Regions from separate parts of the Zea mays genome. Here region 1 is linked to region 2. Evidence: chromatin contacts called from public Hi-C data. All regions are on one chromosome and are shown on one strand. Each heading gives the region's core, a stretch centred on a gene start, on an enhancer-like site or on the middle of the called end of the contact. The rest is flanking DNA. Distances are from core to core; before and after follow the strand shown.

Region 1 (7,053 bases), core at 5-2,504, 260 kb before region 2:
ACAATTCCTATCTCTCGTTGCGACGAATTATTCTCTATCTTAATTTAACGTTGTAACGGTTTTTTGTTCATTTACATTTACAAATCTTATGGTTTATTTTGTAGTCGTAAAACAATTTTAGCATATTCTAATTGCTAAATTGAGTCGCTCGATGCTTTTAAGTTAAAACCATCTATCCACCCATCTAGCTGATACATTGATCCTATAAAAAAATAGAGGTCACGACGGCTGTGTGCAGCCGAGATGCCGTGGCAATGCACTCCGAGATGTGGCAGCCTAGATGTGGTGGTGCAAGGCCGAAATGTGATATTGCAGGCGACATAGGTGAATCGAGACTGAGCAGTGTCATAGACAAGGGGGCTGGCGGGGCCCATGGCCCTCTAACAAAAAAAAATTGTTTTCTAGTTATATATATATGGCTAAAATAAATAAGTTAGCTAATAACAAATTAGTATTTATTATATACTTAGCACATATATGTATTAATTGTTATGACTAGTGACTATAGTATATATATATATATTCTATTATTTATAATTATAACTATAGTTATATATATGTGTTGGTCCTCTCTAAAGGAAAATCCTACACGTTGCAGTGGCAGCCAGGATCGTGAATCGTGATGCTACATGCTCTGGTGGCCATCGTCGACCAGTGGTACTCCAGGGTCCACACACGTCGGCAGCTTCTGTGTATGCTCCCGAAATGGTGGATTTGAAATGATCCATCGAACATTTATTTATTCATATAAAAAACAGTAAAACATATACATCAAAGACAGTTTGGCCGAGTGGTCTAAGGCGCCAGATTTAGGCTCTGGTCCGAAAGGGCGTGGGTTCAAATCCCACAGCTGTCAAATATTTTTGAATTTTTTTGGCTCATTCCCTTCTGATTATTTTTCACTGATTCTCTTCTGATGAAATATATACTTACACCAAGGTGTACTAATATTTTAATTTTAAGATAAAAGAACTTCCCCGTTGTGTATGGCATAACGGCGAATAGTCCATCCATCATCAGCTTGAGACGGAGACGACAAGAACGACGCTACCTCACCATCTTAATCTTATTAGCAGCAAATAGCAGATGCAGATCAATAAACCCTTACCAAGCCCAATGCAGGGAGCAGATTCTCTCTCTCTCTCTTTCTCACACACACACAACCCCAATGATCCATACACACATTTTCATTTTTGAGCTGATATGTTGCCACAAAGCGAGGTTCTGGATGCAAAGTGAGCAGCCACAGGCCACAGCAGGTCAGCAGCCAATTGGAAGTCACTGTCTTCCTCTGAATATTCTGAGACCCTCCTCTCAACACTTTGTCGAGTTAACAAAGTCACCTCATCCAATCTTGCATCCCCATCTCTGTCTTTGCTCCTCCATGGCCATGGCCATGGCCCGACCTTGTGCTTTCCTTCTCTTCTTCCTAGTTCTTTTCTCCTACGACGGATCCGGTCCTGGGAGCAGCAGGAGGACTAGGAGGAGTGGCGTCGCGCAGGCCACGCAGAGAGTCTTCCTGTATCCACAGGCTCCCAAGGTCTCCTCCATCGTGAGCAGCAAGTACAGGACCGCGTACCACTTCCAGCCTCCCAAGAACTGGATCAACGGTACTCATCTCTTCTCTTCTCTTCTCTTCTCTTCTCTTCTCTTCTGTTGACTTTCCGTATGCCTTGTAATCCGAGGTTCTTTTACTGGATCAAGGAAAAGGAAGTTCGTCTGATTTTTTTTTTGCCTAACTGGAGGGAGTTTGACCTCCCTTCTCTTTCTGAATAAAAATTACTGGCGAGGTTAATTTCCCTAGTTGCCTAGCTCTGTGTTCATGGTATACATGTGAAAGGGAAGGTAGGTAGGCTACACAATACTTGTGCTGCACAGAGCCAAATTTTCTGTTGGTTCTTGCCGAATGCTGCACAGAGCCAAGATACATATTAGTGAAGGCTCACATTCATGGCACTGCTTTTACATTTTAGTGAAGTCATAGCAATGTTTTACCTAAAGGGATCGATGCTATTCCCTTTTCGCACTACATTGGCATAGTCTGAAGTATTGTGTTAAAGTTTTCAGTTAGGCAATGCATTCAGGCCAACTGAAAATTTGTCTGGAAATGCACTTTGCCCCCGTTTGGTCTTATATATGCTGATTATATTTTCATTTCAAGTTCCTGATACCATCTGAAAAGCATGTTTTGGACTCAGGGTCTTTGCCCTATCAAGTTTCTGATATCATCTTTTATTCTTTTCCCGTCCTTGAAAAATCCAAATGAATCGGGGACCGTTTCAAACAACGACTCAAAAAAAAAAGATCCAAATGGTATGTTATGCATCTCAAATTAAACACCAACCGCTTGCTTCCATACATACCAAACTGCAGTAGAAGAAGCTCCTCTTGATTTTCAGGACCAATGTACTACAATGGTATCTACCACCAGTTCTACCAGTACAACCCAAACGGCTCGCTCTGGGGCAACATAGTCTGGGCGCACTCGGTCTCCACAGATCTCGTGAACTGGATCCGGCTCGCGCCGGCGATAGAGCGGACGACTCCGAGCGACATCAATGGCTGCTGGACAGGTTCAGCCACCATCCTAAAGAGCGGCCGGCCTGCCATCATATACACCGGCGCCGACACCGAGAAGCGTCAGGTCCAGAACGTGGCGTTCCCCAAGAACCTGTCCGATCCGTACCTGCGGGAGTGGGTGAAGCCACACGACAACCCGGTGATCCAGCCGGTCGGACGAGGGCTGAACCCAGGCCAGTTCAGAGACCCGACGACCGGCTGGATCGGCCCGGACGGGCTGTGGAGGATAGCCGTCGGGGCCGAGGTCGACGGCCACAGCGCGGCGCTTCTGTACGAGAGCGAGGACTTCGTGCGCTGGGACAGAGTGGACCACCCGCTCTACTCCTCCAACGCCTCCGCCATGTGGGAGTGCCCGGACTTCTTCGCGGCGATGCCGGGCGAGAACTCCGGGCTGGACATGTCGGCTGCGGTCCCGGATGGCGCCAAGCACGTCCTCAAGATGAGCCTTGACGGCTCTGACAAGTACATGGTCGGCGTCTATGATCTGAAAGGTGACGCCTTTGTGCCGGATACCGTGATCGAGGACCGGAGGCTGTGGTCAAGGATTGACTACGGCAACTACTACGCTTCCAAGTCGTTCTTCGACTCGAAGAAAGGGAGGAGGGTCATATGGGGCTGGACGAATGAGACGGACAGTTCGTCAGACGACGTCGCCAAAGGATGGGCTGGAATCCATGTAAGCTTCTGACTATACTGTAGTTTTGTAATTTAACACGCACGCATGTAATTTTTTGATTTGGTTTAGGCAATTCCCAGGACTATATGGTTGGATAAAGACAGCAAGCAGCTGCTGCAATGGCCGGTCGAAGAGATCGAGTCGCTCCGAGGAAAACAAGTCAGACACCAAGGCCTGGAGCTCAGGAAGGGGGATCTGTTTGAGATTAAGGAAATTGACACTCTGCAGGTTAGTTTCAGTCATTATTCTCATGTAGATAGATAGATAGATAGATAGATAGATAATCTGGCACACTTTTGTTCTTGTTGGAACAGGCAGATGTGGAGATAGATTTCGAGCTCACATCCATAGGCAGTGCCGACCCTTTTGACCCTTCCTGGCTCTTGGACATCGAGAAGCAGTGCCGGGAAGCGGGCGCGTCGGCTCATGGCCCGTTCGGGCTCGTGGTTCTTGCTTCTGAGAGCATGGAAGAGCACACCTCCGTGCACTTCAGAGTGTACTACAGATCACAGGAGAAGCACATGGTTCTTATGTGCGCCGATCTGAGGAAGTCAGTACAGTACACATGCACATTTAATCTAGGAACGGCCTGCTTCATGTTCGTCGGTTCATTAAGCAGCAGAGCCTTTTCTCTCATTATTGCAGATCGTCCTTGAGACCGGAGCTGTACACGCCAGCCTACGGAGGCTTCTTTGAGCTGGACCTGGAGAAGGAAAAGACGGTGGTATCTCTGAGAACTTTGGTGAGTGGAGCTGAGCAAACACCTCAAGCGTTTGTTCTTCATGTCGTCGTCGTCATCGTCGTCGTCGTAGGAAATGGAATAACAGCAGCACCTCTGCAGATCGATCGCTCTGCGGTGGAGAGCTTCGGTGGAGGCGGCAGGGTGTGCATCATGGCCAGGGTCTATCCGGCGGCGCTCGTCGACGACGGCGGCACTCGCATGTACGCGTTCAACAATGGCACTAGCACCGTCAGAGTGCCCCGGCTAGAAGCGTGGAGCATGAGGAGGGCACAGGTTAACAAGGGATGAGGAGGAACACAAGGCCATTTGATAGCTAGAGGAGAGGAACAGAGCATGGGCACATGAATTAAACACACACTGCTGGTTTAATTTGCTGGAATTAATCAATCAATCAATCAACAAACACACGAAGATTAAATCAAAACACTCTCTACTCCTACACTAAATTTCAGTACAACGACCTTGCATTGCTACTTAATCAGATCCGGCGATCGGTCGGCATCGTCATGGCTACTGCGCATCTCTGACTCTGAATGTGGCCGAGTCGGTGCTCGTGCAGAGGAGGAGGAAGAAGACGAGGCCAGCCGGTGGTGCTCGTGCTTGAGCGCCCTCTCGACGAGCATGTTGAGGAAGTTCATGAGCTGCACGGCGTGCGCGAGCGCCGTGAGCGGGTCGTCGGCGCGCGTCATGTTGGGCGCGAACACCATGGCCACGTTGCGCGTGCCCATCTTGTTAGCCTTCTCCTCCCGCGCCACGTCCGCCATCAGGTTCACCGCCCAGTCCAGCAGCGCCGCCCTGGGCGCCGGCAGCCTGGCGCCGCAGAGCCGCGCGCAGTCCTCCTCCGTCTGGCACCGCGTCACCTCATCCGCCGGCAGCGCGTCCAGCAGCCCGCCAGGGAGCTCACGGAACCACGCCTGCTTGCACGTCGTGCCGTGCGTGCGTGCGTGCGTTGTCAGATCATCAGATACGCAATGCAACAAATGCAATGGCGGTACCGTACCTTGATGAGGCCTGCGATGCAGTGCACGTCCACGCCGTCTGGCACGACGCCCGAGTTGTTGAGCTGGTCCCTGGCGTACTGCTCCTGGGCGCCGTCGGCGGCCACCCTGAAGATGCCCTCCGCCCTGAGGCCGCCCTGGTCGACGAGGCGGCGCTGCAGGTGGAGGAGCACGGTGGGGACGCTGTTGCCCCGCCCGTCGTAGGAGCACTGCATCGACTCCGTGGACACGCCGAACACCGTCTTGCTGGCGCTGGGCGCCCGGACGATGCCGTCCACGACGTCCACCACCACCGCCGCCGCCGCCTGCTGCTGCAGTAGCTCCTCGGGCACGCCGCGGAAGCCGTGGAACCGGTCGAACGTCACGTGCGCCACGTGCCGGACGTCCGTCGGCCACCCGATCTCCATTTTCTCGTCGTCGCCACCACCGCGCGGAGGCCGCCGCCCGGCGAGGGCATCCTCCTCGTCACCGCCGCCGCCCTGCATTGTCCTGAGAGGAGAGTCGTCGTGGTCTCGTGGACGTGATGATATGAGAACGAGAAGGGATGACAAGGAGTGCACTGCAATGCAAGCAGAACAGAAGCTAGGGAGGGCAGAGGCGGTTGGGTTGGGTTGGTGGATCCATGCTTGCTGCCGCACCACTACCTTTCCAGGACGTGGGCGGCACCACTACGTACGCCAACTCACCACCAGTTCGTCACTGTATTTTCAATGCTCGATCTACCTCGTATCTTCAAATTATTTACTAGTTTAGTATCCATGCGTTACTACGACACATAAATTATTCGATTAAATATTAGTGCATGTCGATTATATTGTTGAATATCTGATGGTAATATAGATACCAGTTAGTTATGCCCTCACATCAGGTGTTCCTTTTTCAACAACAGCTTGTCAGCTGCTTTTATTATGTTCTCCTACTTCTATTTTCTTAAATGTTCTTCCTCTGCCTTCTCTATAAATCTCTTTTGCTCCACATGGATGCAAAGACTTATTTCAATAACAAAGCTATAAATACCAAGCATTTGTTTCATATACCGCTCTTTGACAAATGGCTCAATACCATTGGATACAAAGACCACACCTTTGAGTTAAGTCTTTGGAGTATTTTCTCTTCATCTTTCAATTTTGCAAACTCCACTTCATCTTTAGTACACAACTACAAACGATGCTTTGTCGATGGAGAAAATGGTGGCAGCCCAACCAAAGAACCTAAATGAGATCATTTTCCCCATTCAGTAGACAAAAAAGAAGCTCTCAACACCACCATACCTTAGCCCCTCGGTGTGAATTTTTGAGTTAAGAAATAAACACTCTATTATTGTGCAGCCATAGATCATGTTGTTGTAGGTTTGTAAGTGCAATCAACTCTAATTGAGGGTTTTTGTGATTAATGACAAAACAAACAGAGATTCTAACAAGTTTGCTCCTAGCATGTACACAGTAATTCTACAGACAGGAGAAGCACATATCTTATGAGCATAAAAATGTAAAGCACAGAGGATTTAAATTCTACATCATATGACGTGCTCCAAGTGCTTGGAAACAACGACAGTGTTCATTTTATAATTCTTGAGTTAAAGGAATCGTCGTTCAATTAAGAGGGATCCGAAATGGTTAAGTAAGTAATGCAATGAGCTAAGTTCAAAATCCTTCAAAATCATCTTAGAGAACACTTTTCCAGATCAGAATGCCTTTGTGAAAAATCATTTTTACTTCCCACAAGAGTTCCACCTTTGTTCACTTCAAAATGTTCAAAACTTTCTTTTCAGCCTTTGAAACCGGTTCAACCGGACCTAAAACCGGTTCAACCGGTTTCTGGACTGCTCCTCTGCCATCCCTGCTCTGACGTGTCTGACAGTCAGGGCTGTCAGAAAAATCGTTGCAGATATTTTTGAGAAACCGGTTCAACCAGAATTTTTCCCGGCTCAACCGGTTTTGGATCCGGTCGAGTCTCCGGCTGAGTAGGTCTGTGAACCGAGATCTTCCTGGTGGAAACCGGTTCAACCGGTGTGTAAACCGGTTCAACCGGTTTTTGGCTCTATTCTCCCAACAGCT
Region 2 (7,081 bases), core at 3,486-5,985:
CTCTCGGCAAAGAAATCTTTGTCGAGTGCCAAACACTCGAGAACGGCAGCGCTCGGCAAAGGGTCGTCAACCGCCGTCTAAAGCTGACGACCATTATCTTTGCCAAGAGCCGAGTTTTTGCACTAGGCAATGTCGAGTGCCCCCTGTCTGACACTCGATAGAGTAAGCTTTGCCGAGTACCATCCTTGGACACTCGGCAAAGTATATTTTTATTTTTTTATTTTGCCAACCAAATTTTTTGTGGTATGTTCCTAAACTATATAGACCTACATGTACCATTTTGGCACAATTATAAAAGTGTTTTCTATAACTATTAGATTTAGTTCGTTTATTTGAATTTCTTCGGAAAATTCACATTTGAACTGCAAGTCACTCGAAACATGGAAAACGTGCATGCAAAAATGATATGCATGTTATTTAGCACAAGTTACGACCGATTTGAGGAGCAGACTGGAATCTTCGAGCACCATGCTCACTAAACATGGTCGTGAACTCGCCATCCAGTTGTTTAAAAATTGTATAAAACACAAACAAAGTCAGAAATTCATGAAACTTGTCCACATGTCATGATATCATATGTAGAGGTTGTGATAAAAATTTGAGAATGTTTTGAGAAAGTTGTGAGGTAGTATGTGTAGAAACCTAAGTGAACTACATTGAAACTCTATGATTTCTACACATAGTGATATGGGCGGTACTGGATTGCCGACGGGGCAATTGAGTCGTCATCCACTCCTACTCTTTCTCAGGTGCGAGCAAGGAGCACGAGCTCGAGCCCAGCCATATGACCTCGACAGGACAGCTCATATCATCGCATACAACAACTCGAGGTTAGTGCTTTTGTAACTCGTCATTCCTTGAGTTATATACCTTCTCTTTGAGTTACTGTAACATTGGCTTGGAATATTACAGACCCAGCTAAAAACAGAGAGGAGGGAACATCAGGAGATAGAGGCGAGGATGGCAGAGATGTTCCAGTACATGCAAAGCCTTGGCGCCGCACAGGGTTTCGCTCCACCACCTCCATTGTTCCCTACAGTTGACCCTGCTCAGTTTCATACTCCTGTGAGTATCAAAATTCTAGTTAGATGTTGGTAATGCATCTGTTATAACACATGCAATCTCTTCTCTGTGCAGGGACAATCTAGGGCGACATCCAATAACCCTCATGGATCGCCCAACCCATTGTCGCACCAGTCCAGCCGCCCACCTCGATTAACTTGTTAGGGGCAATCTCTTCTCTGTGCAATCTCTTTCTTAGTGTTGTTCATACTTTTGTGAGATAACCTAATCTGAACTTGTTAGATGTTGTTAATGCTTTGTGAGATACTTGAGACTTATGTTCTTCAATGTTGGATACTTATGTTGGTAATGATGTGAGAACTTATTTGATTTATGGTGTTTGTGAGATATGTGATGTATATGTGATATCTGTGATGATTATGTGATATATGTGATATCTTTTGTTTGTTTGAATGGAATAGAAAAAACAAATTAAAAAGGTGTGTACTGGCCACTTTGCCGAGTGTAACACTCGACAAAGAGGTTCTTTGTCGAGTGTCAGTGTCATAGCACTCGACAGAGAGGGAACACCTGGGCACCGATAAAGCTTCTTTGTCGAGTGCTGTGACCCTGGCACTCGGCAAAGAAGCCAGCTTTGCCGAGTGTCTCCTAGCGCACTCGGCAAAAAAACTGACAAAGGACCTCGCTGGTGGCCCTTTGCCGAGTGTAGGCCGGTAGACACTCGACAAAGAGGTAATCTCTTTGTCGGGAGTATTAGGTGACACTCGACCAAGTTAATCTCTTTGCCGAGTATCACCTAGAACACTCGGCAAAGGCACCGTCTCCGTTACCAGTCGCCGTGACGGTGATTTTTCTTTGCGGGGTACCCGAGTGCCCGATAAAAAGTACTCAGCAAAGAAGTTGTTGCTGATGTACTGTTCGCCGAGCTCTCTTTGCAGAGTGTCACACTCGGCAAAGACTTTACCGAGTGCTTCAAGCACTCGGCAAAGCGCTCGGTTCCGGTAGTGAGAGAACCTACAAGTCACAAAAAACTTATACCAAATATAAGAATAGAAGTACAAATAGAAAAGTAAAGCAAGAGACATGGACACAATGACTTTTATCGTGGTTCGACCAACCTGAAATGCGTACCTACATCCACGTTGGAACTAGCCTTAGTTCAACCAACTAACTTCAAGCCATGTACATTGAATCCCACTTAGACAAAATCCATCCTTTAATATCACTTGTGGTATCCATAACCCATATCTAACTCAACATATATGGAATATCACACTTAAACACTTGTGTTGAATCTTGCTGACTTTGCTGACTTTTCATTAAGTTCTTGTTCAACACTCATAGCCTTGTTAGTCTTTTAAAAATATAGTCATCCAAACACCAAAAGCCACAAGGGACTTTCAGGTCTGCGAGTGTGGCCAGTCGAAACACGTGCGCTTGGTGCTCCATTTCATCAGGTTTATTTCCTACTAGCAATAGAACAGATTTTGGTGAGCCACAGGATTCAAATTTATGCTATCAATTTACAGTGGGCGTCCAAGGTTCAGTTGCATGGATACCTCTTTCTGCCTCTGGAAAACAGCAACCGATTTGCCATTCAAGGAGCCATCAAATTTTGGTCCACCATTAATCGGTTATTGCTTTTCTTCACAATGTATGGAGGTCATTATCCAGAATGGCTAATCTGCTATGATGTGTGATAGAGCTAGAAATTTTCACCTATGTCAATTAAGGGAGTTGATGATGTGATATAGCTACAAAGTCCTACCATCCAGATCTTGGTTTAGCCTCGCGGGAGTATTATTTTGACCCTTTTGAAGGTTGGATAGTTTATTATGAGTTATTGTGTTGCCCAATGGACTTATCACTTATTCTCGCTAAAAATCTAAGATCTTTGGTCTCAAACTTGCACTAATCCACTTTGCAGCTATAACATCAAGCACATAGAAAATGCACACCCCTTCTAGAGAGTGCTATGTTGCATGATGGAAGTGATTCGACTCTGCATAAATGGAAGTCGGTTCCAGGTATTTGGAGGACGGTCTGCAAAAAAATATATGCTGACCTCGTAGTTGTGGTAGTTCCTTACCATGAACCATCAACCGAATGGACGTATACACAAGTACATATTTGACCTCAATGGCCATGCATAAATGTTATTAAGCAATGATGATATACATGTTTCATTGTCATCTAATCGTTGTACATTAACAACTTATCGAATAAGTTGTGTGTCGTTGCAACACACAAGCATTGTACTTGTATAGTTCATACATCACTTCTTGTGCGTCACATGAGGTGGGCACACCATTCGTAGTGCCATTCTCATGGATTCCATCTAGGGGCGGATACAAGCCTCGGGCCACTCGATAGATTAAATAGATTTGTCCGGGATGTGATCAGATCCTAGATTCGCCCCTGATTCTATCAACATGGTACCTAGTGGATATATGGTTGCAGGGAGAGAGAGAGAAAGAGGACGAGCAAATAGAGTGGCCAGAAAGGGAGGGAGGCAAAGGATTAGAGACAAAAATGGTGTTTTAACTGAACCAAAAATGTATATTTTATTAGGTATGGTGTCCTCTAACAAATTTGCCACAAACTGGCAATTAGATTTTCTTGTCGTCTGCTGGCAACACGACATCACTTTCGGCGTCACTTAGCAATTTTTTCTAGTGATGATAAGGTCTAGCAGGTGTTTGATATGGCTCCAAAATAAAACTCCAAAGAAGAGATGATCAAAGCTAGCCAAACAACCTAACTCTCCAAGGAATTTCAGGAATTGCAATATAATTTTTTTGTAGTGCATCTTTGCTGCTCCGAAATCTAGAAAACTGTAGAGCTACTCCATGCTAAAGCTGTAGAGCCGAGCCATCTTCAATTCTGATAAAAAAGCCCAAGACTAGCTAGCTCTCTAGCACAAGACAAGACAAAAAAAAAACACGCCTTCTTTCCTTTCGAGCTAGTAAACTTTTTTCCCACAAGAAATGGTCATTACTGAACCCCCTTTTGTGATTCATTATATTGGAATACCCAATACTAGAAGGGAAAAAAATTTAAAGGTGGTCACATTCCACATCCAAAGATAAAGTGAATATTAATTGTCATGTATGATCCTTTATCAATTTGCCTCGATCTCCATAGCGAAACAACTCACTTTTTTTGGTAAGTGAAACTTGTTTGTTGTTATTAATTTTCAACATAAAAAAAACTCACTTTTTTTTATATTCTTTGCTTGCTTCGAATTATATCAATTGTACGTGGTCGATACTCGATAGTATGATGCATGCTATCCGGCTAACTAACATGCATGCATGGGATGGGGATGGGAGAGCAAGTTGGGGTTGGACGCTTTCCTTGCTGCTCAAGGAGCAGCTAGCTAGCAGCTTGCTATAGAAAGTAGGCATTGCTTTTAATGCAATCGCACATCATCGATCTAATATTAATCTTGGCCGTGGCGTTGACCTTCTTGCATGATATGGTTGGTCCGGCGATGGATGGACATGCATGCATGCAACAGCTAGTACGTACGACGTACTACGTGCAGGTTGCTTACAAACAAGAGATCTGAATGGAAGAGCATGCATTTGCTGATCCGGGACTCAAGGGCCAATCCATCCATCCCCAGCCGGCCGCGATGTGTAAATGTCAACTGAAGATGCAGGCTAGGGACATGCATGCATTATATATATAAGCTACCTCCAGCTTTGGCTGCGATCAAGACACCAATTAAGCCAGAGCAGTCTACAATGGCTCACAGTCACAGAAGCAGTATGAGCTTCTGCTTGGTGTGCATCGTCGTCATGGCGGCGGCGGCGGCGTTGTTGCAACCCGCATCTTCTCAGCAGGCGGTGCCGGACATCCCGAACCTGAAGGTGGGCTCCAACGATCGCAGCACGACTCTCAAGTGCACCAACATCAAGAGCAACAAGACCACCTGCAGCGCCACCTGCAACGCACGCTGCCCTCACAAGTGCCTCATCCAGTGCCCAAGCTGCAAGACATTCTGCTGTACGTACGGATCGGAGTATTTCATTTCGTCCATCTTAACAATTAATTTGGTTCCTTTCCATCTTAATAATTTGATATATATGCACATGCAGTGTGCGACTTCTATCCCGGCGTGTCCTGCGGCGACCCACGCTTCACGGGCGCCGACGGCAACAACTTCTACTTCCACGGCAAGAAGGACCGGGACTTCTGCATCGTCTCCGACGCCGCCCTCCACATCAACGCGCACTTCATCGGCAAGCGCAACCCGGCCATGAGCCGCGACTTCACCTGGATCCAGGCGCTGGGCATCCGCTTCGCGCACCACCACCTCTACGTCGCCGCCCAGAGGACGCCCAGGTGGGACGCCGCCGCCGACCACCTGGCGCTGGCCCTCGACGACGAGGACGTCGACGTCGCGTCCCTGCTGCCGCGCTTCGTCGGCGCGCGCTGGTCCCCGCCCACGGCGCCGGCGCTGTCCGTCACCCGCACCGCGCGCGTCAACACCGTCGTCGTCGAGCTCAGGGGCGCCTTCCGCATCGTCGCCAGCGTAGTGCCCATCACCGCCGAGGACTCGCGGATCCACAACTACGGCGTCAGGGAGGACGACGGCGACACCCTCGCGCACCTCGACCTCGGCTTCAAGTTCTACGACCTCACCGACGACGTGCACGGCGTGCTGGGCCAGACCTACCGCCCGGACTACGTCAACAGCCTCAACGTCACATCCAACATGCCCGTCATGGGAGGCGCGCCGGACTACCTCTCCTCCGACCTCTTCTCCACCGACTGCGCCGTCGCACGCTTTGGCGGACGCCGACACCAGCAAGGCACCGCCGCTAATATTGCCATGCTCACCGACGACGACGACATGGAATGAATAACAAAGGACACGTCGTACGCGCGATCGACGACTTCACCGTACCATTCCATTACCATCTCGGAGGATATCGATCCATCCATCGTTGTGTGTCTTCTACACTAGCTAGTGAATGAAGAAGCAGCAATAAACCCATTGAAATTATATATTATATATTCAACAAATAAGGCTTATAAATACATATGCATGCATGTATACTCCTAATTAATTAATTAAATACTCCTGATTTTATTTTACAATGCATGGATGTTTAAGTAATCGATCGAGCTTCACTTGATAGTTCGTGGAATTAAGAAACTGAGCACAAGATAAAATGTAATCGAGTGCTTAACAATTTTGGGACTCTCATCATCACAACTCACAAGCAAAACAAAAATGGAAACAAACAATTTTAGTTTCTTGGTGGGCCTTGGCAGTGTGGAGTTGGGCCTGTGGCTCGTCTAACTCGATCCGGAGGCCCATCTCACGAAGTCACAACAAGAGAAAACAGTTTTTTTTAGCTTCCGGAAACAGTCCATCTCTCGTCCTTGACAGAGTAACCAAACCAAGCACCACGCGCGGCCATGGCCTTCCCCGCCGACGCGCTGGTTCTAGAGATCACCGACACATCATCCTCCGCCACCGCCGCCGCCGCCCGTGCTCCATCCTCACCTTCTCCCCCGCCGCTGTCCATCTCCGACCTCGCGCGCTTCGACCCGCTCCCATCCCCAACCGTTGCCGTTCGCGTCGACCGGCACAGGCAAGCGACCACTCTCCCATCTCAACCTACCCCCTAGCTGATTCCTGCGCTCTGGTAATCGAATCCTACCTCGTGGGCAGGCTAATCGAGAGCTCCTCCTACTTCCGCGCGCTCCTCGGCGGCAGCTTCAGGTCAGCGAAAACCTAAGCCTCGAGTTACTACTACAAGTTAGTGGCGACTGGGCAGGTATCTCATCGGCGCTGTGTGTGGATGCAGTGAATCCGGCAGAGAGCATGTGCGTGTGGGCTGCAATTTGGAGGCTGCTGTGCAAGTGCTGCGCTACCTTTTTGAGCCTTCCGAGAGCTTTAACATCACGCACAACAATTTCCTCCCCCTGTTGGAGGTACCCACAGTCCTGAAAGTCTAAAGTTGTGCTTCTCTTGGTTGATAACACAAGACAACACCCTTCTAGATTATCTTTTTTTATTATGTTTCATAAATTCTATGCC

The links. Hi-C and Micro-C count contacts between places; a contact is called where the count stands out from the background.
Region 1: a Hi-C map of endosperm shows a contact between it and region 2, with 4 times the contacts expected there. The contact joins the promoter of LOC100279267 here to the promoter of LOC541623 in region 2. A contact is called at or near these places in 9 of 25 Hi-C or Micro-C datasets (bundle sheath, ear, endosperm and 4 more).

What each region holds. Positions count from the first base shown.
Region 1 is chr3:147,668,462-147,675,514 of Zm-B73-REFERENCE-NAM-5.0, reverse strand. LOC100279267 reads left to right here and starts at 1,254. Exons shown (of 7, transcript NM_001360957.1): 1 at 1,254-1,610; 2 at 2,305-2,313; 3 at 2,400-3,256; 4 at 3,326-3,484; 5 at 3,571-3,806; 6 at 3,902-3,998; 7 at 4,098-4,418. The coding sequence starts at 1,385. The coding sequence ends at 4,286. TRNAL-UAG (transfer RNA leucine (anticodon UAG)) reads left to right here and starts at 777; the gene lies at 777-856. It overlaps LOC103650696 (rho GTPase-activating protein 3), which reads right to left and starts at 5,487. Exons shown (of 2, transcript NM_001360955.1): 1 at 4,999-5,487; 2 at 4,362-4,912. The coding sequence starts at 5,481. The coding sequence ends at 4,469.
Region 2 is chr3:147,411,620-147,418,700 of Zm-B73-REFERENCE-NAM-5.0, reverse strand. It overlaps LOC541623 (root cap protein 1), which reads left to right and starts at 4,735. Exons shown (of 2, transcript NM_001111378.2): 1 at 4,735-5,034; 2 at 5,127-6,041. The coding sequence starts at 4,773. The coding sequence ends at 5,893. LOC103650693 (BTB/POZ domain-containing protein FBL11) reads left to right here and starts at 6,396. Exons shown (of 19, transcript XR_564324.4): 1 at 6,396-6,632; 2 at 6,713-6,763; 3 at 6,849-6,975.